Regions from separate parts of the Columba livia genome. Here region 2 is linked to region 1. The links are chromatin contacts, called in public Hi-C maps. All regions are on one chromosome and are shown on one strand. Each heading gives the region's core, a stretch centred on a gene start, on an enhancer-like site or on the middle of the called end of the contact. The rest is flanking DNA. Distances are from core to core; before and after follow the strand shown.

Region 1 (6,152 bases), core at 1,106-3,605:
AATGTGGTGTAAGGGAGGACTGGAGTCATGTATTGTAACTGTCACTCAAAACCAAAGGCTCTATCATGTCATGAAGATCAGCAGATGTTCAAAGACACATCAAGACAACCTAACCAGTCCACAGGCTTTGCTACACATGGTGATATCTGAGAAGTCATCATAGATTCGTAGAATGGTTTGGTTTTGAAGGGACGTTACAGATCATCTAGTTCCAACCCTCTGCCATGGGCAGGGACACCTTCCACTAGACCAGGTTGCTCAAAGCCCCATCCAACCTGGCCTTGAACACTGCCAGGGACGGGGCACCCACAGCTTCTCAGGGCAGCCTGTTCCAGTATCTCACCACCCCCATGGCGAAGAATTTCTTCCTTCTGTATAATCTAAATCTACCCTCTCTCAGTTTAAAGCCATTACCCCTTGTCCTGTCCCTACATGCCCATGTAAAAAGTCCCTCTCCAGCTTTCTTGTAGGTCCCCTTTAGGTACTGAAAGGCTGCTAGAAGGTCTCCCTAGAGCCTTCTGTTCTCCAGGCTGAACAACCCCAACTCTCTCAGTCTTGTCCTCATACGAGAGGCGCTTCAGCCCTCTGATCATCTTCGTGGCCTCCTCTGGTCCCTCTCCAACAGGTCCATGTCCTTCTTATGTTGAAGCCCCAGAGATGCACGCAGGACTCCAGGTGGGGTCTCACCAGAGCAGAGGCAGAATCACCTTCTTCGACCTGCTGGTCATGCTCCTTCTGATACAGCACAGGATATGGTTGGCTTTCTGGGCTGCAAGCACACATTGCTGGGTCACGTTGAGCTCCTCATCAAACAACAGCCCCAAGTCCCTCCCTTCAGAGCTGCTCTCAATACATTCTCTACCCAGTCTGTGCTTGTGCTTGGGATTGCAAGTCAAGAAGGGCTTACTCCTAGGTGCATTGACTTACAATGACCACCTCCATTCCTGGCTTTCATTCCTTTTCCTCAGCAGGAGGAAGGCAGGCAGAAGAGGAGTGCCACTCGCATCCCATAATAAAGCCAACCACAGATTTGTATTATGATCTGCAGATCCGTTCTCCATCAAGTTGCCATGGCTTCCAGACTACTTTTGGGACAGTACAGGTTGCCTGTGTGGTCCTTGTTTTAGAGCAGACATTGTTCTTGGTACTACGAGACAGCAGCTTTGTAATAAAATCAATTTCTTGTTTCTGTGGAGAATCCCAAATTTGTTTCCCGAAGTCAAAAATGTGATGTACTAAAGGGCTCATGAACAGGCTTCATGTTTTTGAAGACCGGTGTTTCCACCTGGTTGGAAGCCTTCTGCAGCAGGAGGAATTTAGAGTTACATATAAAAATGCAGGAGAAACCCACAGGGGCCATCAGGAGTGGGAAAGCAGATCAGCCCCTTTCTCCAGAAAATCCAATGCAGACTGTGCGGAGCTGCCCACAACAGCCCGGAGGACTGCTGGAAAACGCCGAACAGACACACCCCACGAGTCACGGGCGGCTGTGCTGGGTAGGGGCAGCACCAGGTACTGGGTAGGGGCAGCACCAGGTACTGGGTTGGGCGGCACCAGGTACTGGGTTGGGCGGCACCAGGTACTGGGTTGGGCGGCACCAGGTACTGGGTTGGGCGGCACCAGGTACTGGGTTGGGCAGCACCAGGTACTGGGTAGGGGCAGCACCAGGTACTGGGTTGGGCGGCACCAGGTACTGGGTTGGGCGGCACCAGGTACTGGGTTGGGCGGCACATCCCCAGAAGGTGGATGGTCTGCACCCCTCACCTCAGACTCGGCACAGCCCAGCACCGCCTGTACAGGCAGAGCCGTGCAAACCTCACCCCGAGAGGCGGCGTGGCAGAGCGGGGACAGGAACCTGGCTGTGCCTGTGGCGGGGACTGAGGGGACACAGCTCTGCGGCCCCGCGGCCAACGTGACCGCCCCAGCCCTGCGGAGGGGTCCTGCATCCACCCCGGTCCCTTACAAAGATGCACCGGCCCAAACCACAAAGCCTCTGGCCCAGCCCCAGTGCAAAACGACGCCGCCAGGGTCAGGCACAGCCCAGGCCGCCTTCGCGCCCCAGCGCTGCGGCCATCGCTCGGCCCAGGCCGCTGGGGCTCGGCCGCGCGGGTGCGTGGCTGGGCGGACGCCGCCTCAGACGCGCTCCGGGTGCGGCGGGAGCGCCGGGCCCCAGGCGGCCATTTCCCGCCGCCCCGCGCGGCCCCGTGGCAGCGGCGGGAGCGCGAGGCCTGTGTCCCGCGGCGGCCCCGCCCCGCCCCGCGCCGAGCCCCGCCCCGCCCTGCCCGAGCCCCTCCCGCCGCCGCCGCCGAAGGTTGCCGAGTGGGGGTCGCGCGGCTCCGGCGGCTGGACCGGCGCTTCCGGAGATTGCCGAGGGGCTTCGGCCCCTCCCCAGCCGCCGCCGAGCCCGTGACCGAGGCGCTCCGGTGGGTCGGAGCCCGTCGCGCCCGCTGCTCTGGTCGCGGCGCGGGGTTCGCCCTCCTCGTCTTCCTCCTCCTCCGGTAGCGCCGGGCGTCGCGGTGACAGAGCGGGGCGATCGCGGCGGGGGGCGGCCGGGGCTCCGGCGGCGCGGATGGCGGAGGGCGGCCAGCCCCCGCAGCAGCAGCAGCAGCAGCAGCCACAGCCGCAGCTCCTGACCGCCGGTGGCGGCGGCGGAGGGGCCGCCCGCGGCGTGAAGCGGGAGCCGGAGCTGGAGCAGCCCATGCCCGGTGGGGACGGCGCCGAGGGCGGCCACAGCAAGCGGCTGCGGACGGAGGCGGAGGCCGACGGCGGCGGCATGCAGGTAGCGGCAGGAGTGGGCCGGGCCCTCGCCGGCTCTCCCGGACCGGGGCTCGGCGGGAGTGGGGCGGCCGGGCCGGGTCGCGTTTAATTTCGGTTTGCAGGATTCAGCGCGCTGATGACGGGCGTGCGGCCCTTTCCCCCGCCGGCAGCGGTCGGGAGCAGCGCGGGGAGCGGGTCTCCTGCCCGGGGCTCCCCGGCCCGCGGCGGCGGCTCCCGGGGCGCAGGCAGCACGTGGGGCCGCGGCTGAGCCTCAGGGACCGCCGCGGGGTCCGGCGCTCCGGGCGCCGCCGTTCTGCGCCCGCCCCCCGGCCGGGGACCCGCGGGTGGCGGCGCCTTGGGGACCGGCGGGGGTTTATCCGCGCCGCTGTGTGTCTCGTGGGGCATCGGGAGAAATCCCAGGTGCTGCCTGGGAGTGGGGAAAGGGCTCATGGGGTGTCTGGTGGGCGCTTTCCAGCTCGGCGCTGGGGCTGCCGGCAGGATCTTAGCGTGCCTGTCGTCTTCTACCAGCACGTTTTGATCGTCCCCACAACATCGCTCTTTCCAGGTGCGTTCCCTTTTGTGTGTCTGGTGTGATGCTGCCAAGGTATTTCTGCTTTCCTTTGTCTGGGTGTTGTACAGGGTTGTTTTATTATGGCAGTTGCGCTGGCCTTTTTTGTTTCTGCTTCTTGTGACGAGTATATTGGAGCCCTTTAGAAGAAGAGTGATTTATTCATCCGAACTTGTTTCTCTTTTCACCTTTGCTTGGGTTGGTGAGTGCTGCTGATAGTTTCTAAGGGGAGCATCCTGTCCTCTCCAACGTGATTTTCATCCAGATGCCAAATGCTGGCCAGCAATCTTCCCTTTTAATTTCCTAGGCTGTCCCCAGTTTGCATGCTCAAGATTTTTTTTTTGTTAATAGCTTGCAGCAGGAGGATTTAGTTTGTGTTTCTGTTTGATGTTTGGCCTTTCGGGGTGGTCTCTCTACCTCACGACATCACTTTTTTCTCAGCATGATGTTGTGGGCTGAACATGGGCTGGAGCTTCACACCCGAGTGCTGCCGCTCGTGCTCCTGCAAGGGCCAGTGAAAACCCCAGCGTTCCTTGAAGTAGTATCTTCTCCCACATGTAGATGTCAAGTATGACTCAGACAGTGTGTATAGTTGCAAGGAAAAAGATCCTCAGCATTGAAGGAGTGCTTATACGTTGTGTCTCGCAAGGGATTATGAATGAGTGTGTGAACATGGTGACATGAAATTCTTCCAGCTATTCAGAGTCGAACTGAGGCATGGGTCCTGTGTAGCTACAGGGGATGCACCAGTTTACTTTCACTTATTGGTTAAACTGGGTGGTGTTGATGTAAACCAGGGGTAAATCAACTGAAAATTGCCCAGGAAGAGACTTGAATGGGATTAAGAGAACAGTCTTTTTTTTTTAATTGCAAGCGAGTACAGTTTCTGTATACATAAAAGCCCTCCTGCTAGGCTTACGTTGAGGAAAGCATTTTTTTATCTGTTCAGTGAATAGTACAAGATATTAAGATTGCAGCATTCAACCACGGGGCTATGACAGTGCATGTGCACTGCAATGTGTGATACTGGTGGCAATGGTAGTAGGGATTAATTGTGGATCTTAGCAAAAAGCTGGGTTTGGTTTCCATGTGAAAAGCTGGCAAACAGTGGAGAAGTTAGGTGGACAAGTGCAACTAGTAGAGTCCAGTTTTAAAGTTGAGTGTGTTTATAGTCAGTATAACTATCCTTCACACTGAGACCCCCATGTTGTAGTTACTTGGTATTCTTAGCATAATTTTAATCTTCCTGTATGTGTAGATATGAAAAAAATTTTCAATCTTTGCAATATAAAAGATGAAAATAAGCATATATATATATATATATGTATGTATGCACACACACCATTATGTCCAGAGGTTTCCCTTGAGTTTTCTTTACTGTTAAAGAGTGTGGCTTATTTATTTGGAGAGCTTTCTCACAGTTGCAAGAGATACCAAATTTGAAGCCAAACTTACAAATAACATCAGTGCTAGGAAAAATCTGTTCTTTAATGTTTGGGAAATTGGATATCTTTTTACCTTAAAGTCAAAACACAAGATTGCCTTTCGTGATGATTTCTGTTCAGATGTTGTACTCTTTTCAAGTACCTTATTTTGGAATAACGGGTTCTTTATAGTAAATTCTCTATGTTTAACTGTATGTAATGCTTACAAGAGGAATAAAGAGCCTATTCTTTGATTTTTTTTCTCTCATTTTTTTTTTTTTTCTCCTCTCACATGTACTAAAGGCTTTCTGGAAGCTGGAAATAACACCAGCAACTGCTGTACCTTGTTTTTCCTGCAGGTCCTGTCAATTTTCTGTTTCCTGTTCCAGAGCCACAGGCTGTTGCTCTGTAAACTTGGTGACCTCATGTCTCTGGGCTGATAGCGAGGAATCGCAGGGTGCCATGCTCCCCATGGGTTCTTCTTTTCGTAACCCCCACTTACCGATGGTTCAGGATGTGAACGCAGCTTGTGATGCTGAAATAAATCATTTAGCTATAGAAATTACTAATGCAGCTATAAAACTAATAGCCTTTTTTGGGGTCTGTTAACATGAAATATAAAAACTAGCCTATAGGAAGAAAAGATAATAGCTACTTATTAAGAACTTGGGGCAAAGTGTGGCTTAAAGCTTAAAGTAGCCCTTGCATTTACTGGGATTCTTGTTTTCTGCTGTCTCAGGCCAGCATGCTCAGACAGCTTATGCAGTTAGGGTTTCATTATCTAATCCATCTCTGATCAGGGCGGATAAATGGTGTTTGGCCAGTGCTGATCTTGTTAGGAGGGTGGTGTAAAGCTGCTTGAGTTGGGATTGGGACAAATCGGATCATGGCTGCTATCTGCTTTTGGGACGTATTTCAGTTAATCATGGCGTGGGCGGAAAAGGTCCAGCATAAACTGCTGCTTTTTAGCTCCCTCTGGTCCATAAGTGGCAAAAATCAAATGCCACCAGCCAGGAATGTCTCCTGCAAGTATTTGGATATGTCTGTAAGCTTTGAAAGTAAAGGGCCCCAAAGGTACTGCTGCTTTTAAACTTTATAAATACTAGGTAGGAACTAGCTTGCTCTCTGTTTGCTGGCTTGGATGTGTCAAATCATTTGGATCAGCTTGCTGATCTGGGTAAAAATAGTCCCTAACAGAGAGGACCGGAAAAACAAAAACAAAAACCAAAAAAAACCCCACGTTATATTGGCTTAAGTCACTTGTGAAACTGCACCGAAATGCAGTTGTTGGTGTAGCTGTATTTGCTGCTTGTCAGGAGAGGTTGACTGTAGCACAGATGGAAGAGAAAGTATGCTTGCAATAATCTTTTTCCTCCTCTGTCCCTTGCGTGATGAAAGACAAG
Region 2 (6,152 bases), core at 1,071-3,570, 100 kb after region 1:
AAGGGTTTAAGTTTTGCGTAGCCTGTTCTCTTGTCTTCCTGTAGGTGCGAGCAGACAGAGTGAGGCAGGGAGAGAAAGGATCTTTAATGCACTTGGCTGTAGAAGGTGTATGTCCGCTGGGAATTATGGACGGGTAAATTTCATGGGAATGCGTGCAGTAACATATTAATGGAGCTGCAGATGCTGACAGGCATGCCACCAAAATGAGTTGTTCTTATATCAATTTAGCTTTTAAGGTTTATTGATTTAGCTTCAGTGAAATAGAGCGGTTTAAAAGTGGAACTACCAGTAATATGCAGTAGTTTAATGAGAAGATTTGGTGTATTGCTGTTGTTAAACCCACACATGCTTTTTGTGGCCAAGGCATCGATGTGGTGGTGACAAGGGCGAGCAGCATGCTTCCAAAGGTACGGAGGGAGCTGCTTGAACGGGGGCGCTGCAGGACCTGCATTAAGAACACCCAGCCCAGGAGGAGCAGTGAAAGATGGTCAGACACACTGTGGACCTGGGGCTTCACCTTTGAGCTGTGCAGGTGGCCTTTGTAAGGGAGAAGTCTATGCTGGTTTGTGGTTACAACAGGAATTCAGTAAACATATATTAGCTGGAAGGCCTGGGGGAAAGAGACTCTAAAGGATTTGATAACAAAGGGGAGTTCTTTCCTGAGATACCTGACAATTCACCATGTAAAAACCAACTCTGTACTGGCTTACATTGGGACGCTCTGAAAGCTAAGCAGGTAGAGGCAGTAACATACGCAGAATGTCCAAGTAACCTCTTGTTCTGGGACAAAGTGGCTTTCAGGTGCATTTCCAAGTTGCGCTTAATGTAGCATAGCTATGGGCTGCTGTGAGAAGAATAGTCCCCCTCGTCTCTCTGCCCTGGCCATATGTTCAGCCACCTCACTGCTTTGGGCACCGTGCTTAGGCGGATATAAACCGAGACAGTTCAGTTTATGACCAAACAGACAACTATTGTTTGGATTAATTTTCTGGCTACAGCTGTGGCATGACTTGGTCTCGCAACAGCCGGGGAGGGAAGCAGAGCCCATGCTTCTGAGGCCAGCTGGTAGTTTATCATATTAGGTAGTACACGAAACTGCACCCATACTTCTCAATAGCTTGTTCCCCTCCATAAGGTGAAGTCATTTTCCTTATAAATGTGTCTGCTGCTGAGTTTAATCTGCTTTAATTTATGTGCATTGACTTCTGCCAGCTCTTCTTAGCTTTCCAGAACATTGTCCTATAGATCTGGCCTCAGATGGTGTCTTCTGGTGTATGTGTTGTAGGCCATTATGTCTCACTCAGGTGCTTCTGATTTGAATGACATAATGTTTTCAGCACAAAGGCATGAAGAGATGGAAAGGGCTGAGTCCTCCTCACTAGCTGACTTAATGACTGTCATTTAGGAATCAGTAAACAAACTAAAATGGTACCTTTTACCAGAACTGAATTTATCAGACTCAGCTTCTGGCTATTGGTTTTATTGATGCCTTTGTTCATTAGATTACATATTATTAGTGCCTACTTCTTTTTTTTTTCCTCTCCTGACAATTAATATACTTTCACAAAACAGTCAGTTGACACTTTTTTTAATTATAAGCAAAATAGATTGGGCTTTTCAGGTTTTTCAGTGTACAGCCATGTGGCTTTTTCCAATCTTGTGGTCATTTTTGTGGCTCTCGCTTGTTCCCTTTTGAGTTTTTTTAATTCCCTTTTTAAAATTCATGTGCAGAAGTGTGTATCACCTTATTTTTTTCATCTGGTCAAGGCCACGTGCTAAAGTAGCAATGCTTCCCACACCCTCCTTGTTGGTAATATATCCAAACAGCTGTAGTCACCCTTTGTACCAGGCTGCTGCATTGGTGAGTTCCTTCTCTGTGGCCATTCCTTTAAAGAACCTCTGATTTCCGAGACACATAGTGGAGGTTTCCTTGAAAATGGAAAACTCCTCTTGGAACAAATTAGTAGCAGGAGATAAGAGAATGCATTGCTGGAATGGAGAGTAACTGTGGGAAGAAATCTGTGTTTTTAAACCATCAAATTTCTGTTCCTGAGCATGTGCCAAGTCAGTCTCAGATATCCTCCCCCCACCTCAACCCTGAGAGCAGCTTGAAGTAATATTGTCGCTGTGTTACTGAGTGCTGGCGCTCGAGTCACAGATGAGTCCTGTTTGCTTCGGCTGGGGCTGCTGCATCGCATCCCCTGTCTCCTGTACTGAATTCTGACCCTACCCACACTAGGCCAGTGGCAGTGAAAATGTGATGGGACTGAGATGTTTGGCTGCTTGCATTAAAAAAAAAGAGCCCCAAGAGGAGCTCTGGTTTTGTGTTTAAGTATGCTGGATACATCTCTTCCCCCACCTTTGCTCCATAGTCATGCCCAAACACGCGGCTCCTCGCTGTGGTTTCTGCCAGCTCTGCAGTTCTTTCCGAGGCATTCAGCACTCTGCAATGGATTCCAGATGTGCTCTCCCCTTCCTGGCACTTTCTCCTTTCCTCATCTGGCAGTGAGGCAGGGCTTCTTTTCCCTGTGGGGTGCTGGAATTAGTGCAGGCAGGTGGGAGGACTTTCCTGCTGGACACTGAAATTGGGGGAGTTGGAGGGGCCTGTGTAAGTGAAGCTGGGTGATGGGGCTTTGAGGTGTGTCCATCCTCCAAGAGCCAAGTCAGCTTGGACCAGCACCTCCACACAGCTCTGTACCACTTTCAGCTCATTCCCCTCACAGCAGGGGAGAGGGTGACAGAGAAGCCCCATGCCAAAAGCAATATTCAGAATCCTTCTTAGAAGAGCACTGAATATACAGAGAGATCTGGAAGAGTCTCTTAGAGATAGCTGCATCACATAGTAAGGTCTTTGAAAAATTCCTCTGTAACTAAAGTAGATATAAATCTTTCTAAGGGGTTGAATGAGCTTCATGAGGGTTTAAACATTCAGGAAAGCAGTTTGAATTCTTGAGGTTGCCGGAATAACTTTCCGCACTCACTGAGACGTGGTGATGTGCTTGCAGATACAGGGTGATAGTCCATTTGCAGAGCAGGGACGTGGGATGAAAAGCTTATCAGTCCAGCTCAGGTACCTGACTGGAGTTGGAGAAGCAGTTTTTTAGAAATATGACGTCACCCAGAGAACTACTGTCTTCCTTGAAACAAAGCTGTCTGGAGTGAGCAGACTGGTTGCAGAATTAGCTGAGATAACGGTAGCTGTGACACTAACCTGACAGCCTGGTTGAGAGTTACCACAAGGCCGGGTGGGATTTTCTTTCCTGTTATATTTCCCTGTTCTTGTAGCCCTTCTTTTACAGAGCAGCACCAGGAACCACGGGTTAGTGGTCAGGAGTAAGGCAGAAAACCAGCACAGAGCCGTCTGAGAGTCATGTACACAAGTGCCCAGGAACCCTGGTGCACCCGTAGATGATCCCTGAAAGAGCCATCACCCACACTCCTTCCCCACCACCAGCCTCCAGTTCCTGCTGCCTCCCTGTGTGAGGATTTGCAGTCATGCAGCTGTGAGTGTGATCGGTTTGCTAATCTGCTGAAAAGCTAATCGTGGTTAGCTTGGATTAAACATACGTGACACATCTGCAGCACACTGTTTCTTAGCTATGATTCATTTGAATTCTGGTCCAGAAGAAGAAACTTAACCCTCTTCACCCAATAGTAAAGTAATCTCACTTGTGTGGGAGATGCTTCTGTCACTCTGGGTGCCTGCTGGATTAGTGTATGACAGGATTTGTAATATTTTGAGACTTTATTTTCATATTTATTTGTTGAAAGCTAGTCATCTTATGGAAATCTTTTTTCCTAAGAAAGTTGGACTATGAAGTGGAAAATATTCACTTGGAATATTGTACTTGTGGGAAGAGTACAGCCAGGGTAGGTGATAAAGAACCGATCCGGAACAAAATATTGAGCCTGAGCCTTTCTCTTACTTGCTGGCTTTGCTGCTGAGGACAAATCCATCCTGGTGATTTTTTTCCCTTTGTTCCACAGCCCCACTCCTCTCCCCAATAATTCTTGGAGGTCGTTTCATTCCTAATATGGAATGGAAACAGATGTTGAGACCTCGATGTCATCTCTTGAAGCACAATTCTCTTTCTAATCAACCCCAGAGAGTGTAAATTGATTGAAAGCGTTTGGTGGGATGCCTTTGTGCCAGTGACATTTAACTTTTTTTTTTGAAAGAGGAGCAACGTAGATTTCAGGAGCAGAAAATCAGTGCTTTTTTAAAATGTGAAAGGTATGTTTCAGGCTGGTAAGTAGATGTGGCTCTGGGCTTTCTTAATGTTGTGTAACTCTAAAGCTTTGGCTATATCCAACAGAAAGCCTATTTGCAGGATGCCCAGGGGCTTCTTAATTAACCGTTATGCATTCAGCACTGGGAGCCTGTGTTTGTGCATTGGGATAGAGCAGAAGTTGACCGTTACTGGAAATAATGACAGCATGGGGATGAGTGAGTTCTTCCTGCGTATAAGAGTAAGACAAGACTATAATTTTCTTTCATCCTTTCCTACAAAAGAAGGGCTTGAACCTTGAATCTCTGTAAAGTTCTTAAATGCATTAAAAAAAAGGCCAGCTGTTTTATTTTATGGAACAGTTTTTGGTGGGCTCGAATGATAGCGTGTGTATTGGAACATAACTTGTTCTTCCCTTGCTTTACATATCTAGGAGAAGGAAGGGTAAGATTAGATAATCTAGTGCAAGCTTGCACCAGGAAGTCGACGGAAACATGCCTTTAAATGGTTAGCTAGGTGCTAGCTTGAGTGCAGGCTTCGCCCCCCCTCCGCTGTGAAAGGTTAGCTTATGTAGGCTTAAGTTAACCCAATGCAAAAAGTGTTTCCTAAAATTATTACATCTGATGGAAATTAAAAGAAAAAATGGATACATATAAAGTTTCTTCTGTTTTAACAAAACTAGCATGAAACTCCACCAAACCTATAGGTAGAGCAATGTTTTGGGGAGTATTCAGGAAAAATTGCTCCAGTGCCCATGGTAGTGGAGTCAAAATCCAGCATCCTTTTCTGTTACCCGTGTATGTCATAGGTCAAATGAAGCTGAAGCTCCATATGTGCAGATGAAATACAAATACCCTTATTACTGCAATCATTGTCAAGGTACTTTTATGATAAACCCACATCAAGAAAAAGCATGTTGATTTTTATCAGCCTGCGTCTTAAGCAAGACAGGTATGGCAGTCATACTCTCTGGAGTAACAGAAATGCCTTTCTAGTGTGGACTGTGGGTGTTGGGTTAGGGTCGTATACCCTTCTGAATCAAGGAACAGGTTTGTACAAAGATGAAGAAGACAGGATGATTATAATCTTTATATATCCTTTTTACCTCCGAACTTCCTTTCTGTAGGTATTGTACCCACTTTTTCCTTTCAGAAACTAATCCGTAATGAAATGGCCATAACAAAGAAAGTGTTATTACTGTGTTTTGGGGTAAGGAGCATGTGTGACGTTAGTGGGCACCCACAGCATTTGTGTGGCCAGGTCATTGTTTGGATGTGACTGGGGAGCTGGAAAGCCATTCCTTCATCATCCTATACATTGCTTAGGCTTTTGTTTGGGTAGCTTCATGACCCTAAGGAATAAAAGCACTGTTTTTGAAATCAAGGCTTAGATTCAACGTGCTCTGAGAGCTACCAGTGTAGGTTGGGGTTTATCATTGGTATAATGCCCCAGCCCTTGGCTTTCTGGAAGGGATCATGCTCAAATTCCTGGTGGGTCTTGGAGCAACCCTCGCACTGCTTTGTATCTGTTCCATTTGCAAAGAAATTGCTTGCTTATGTGTTTATCAGCAGGCAAATTGTGGGACTGTCTGGAGAGAGGGTTAACGTGTGCCAGAGACTGCGGCTCCCTGGCAGCCTGAGCTCATCCAAGTGCTGGTGCCCATGGCCCTTCCCTCCCAAACTTCTTCACTCTCTCTCCTTTCTGGCTCTGCTTCTCCAACTCCTTGCCAAGCCATTTCAGCACTCTTAACTGGGAACAAAACTAACCTGACAATAGAAAGCAAGTTTGGGTGTTGTGTTTTGTTTTTTTTTCCCCGAGATATGTGCTGAAATGGCTCAGCAGAGGGCAGACGGGGTGTCATAGCTGGCGGGGGACAGAGGGCAGGAGGGCACAGCTGAAGGTGGGACGGCAGCAGGTCCAGCC

The links. Hi-C and Micro-C count contacts between places; a contact is called where the count stands out from the background.
Region 2: a Hi-C map of crop shows a contact between it and region 1, with 2.4 times the contacts expected there. The contact joins the enhancer-like site here to the promoter of RBFOX2 in region 1. A contact is called at or near these places in 2 of 2 Hi-C or Micro-C datasets (crop and liver).

Annotation. Positions count from the first base shown.
Region 1 is chr1:174,028,000-174,034,151 of bColLiv1.pat.W.v2, forward strand. It overlaps RBFOX2 (RNA binding fox-1 homolog 2), which reads left to right and starts at 2,356. Exons shown (of 12, transcript XM_065048158.1): 1 at 2,356-2,779. The coding sequence starts at 2,570.
Region 2 is chr1:174,131,066-174,137,217 of bColLiv1.pat.W.v2, forward strand. The region is part of intron 2 of RBFOX2 (RNA binding fox-1 homolog 2); the gene reads left to right. Among named protein-coding and RNA genes, the nearest start is that of MB, 92 kb to the right of the region's middle. Within about 2 kb of position 2,321, at least 2 of the 3 cell types and tissues checked have an H3K27ac peak away from gene starts, as active enhancers do.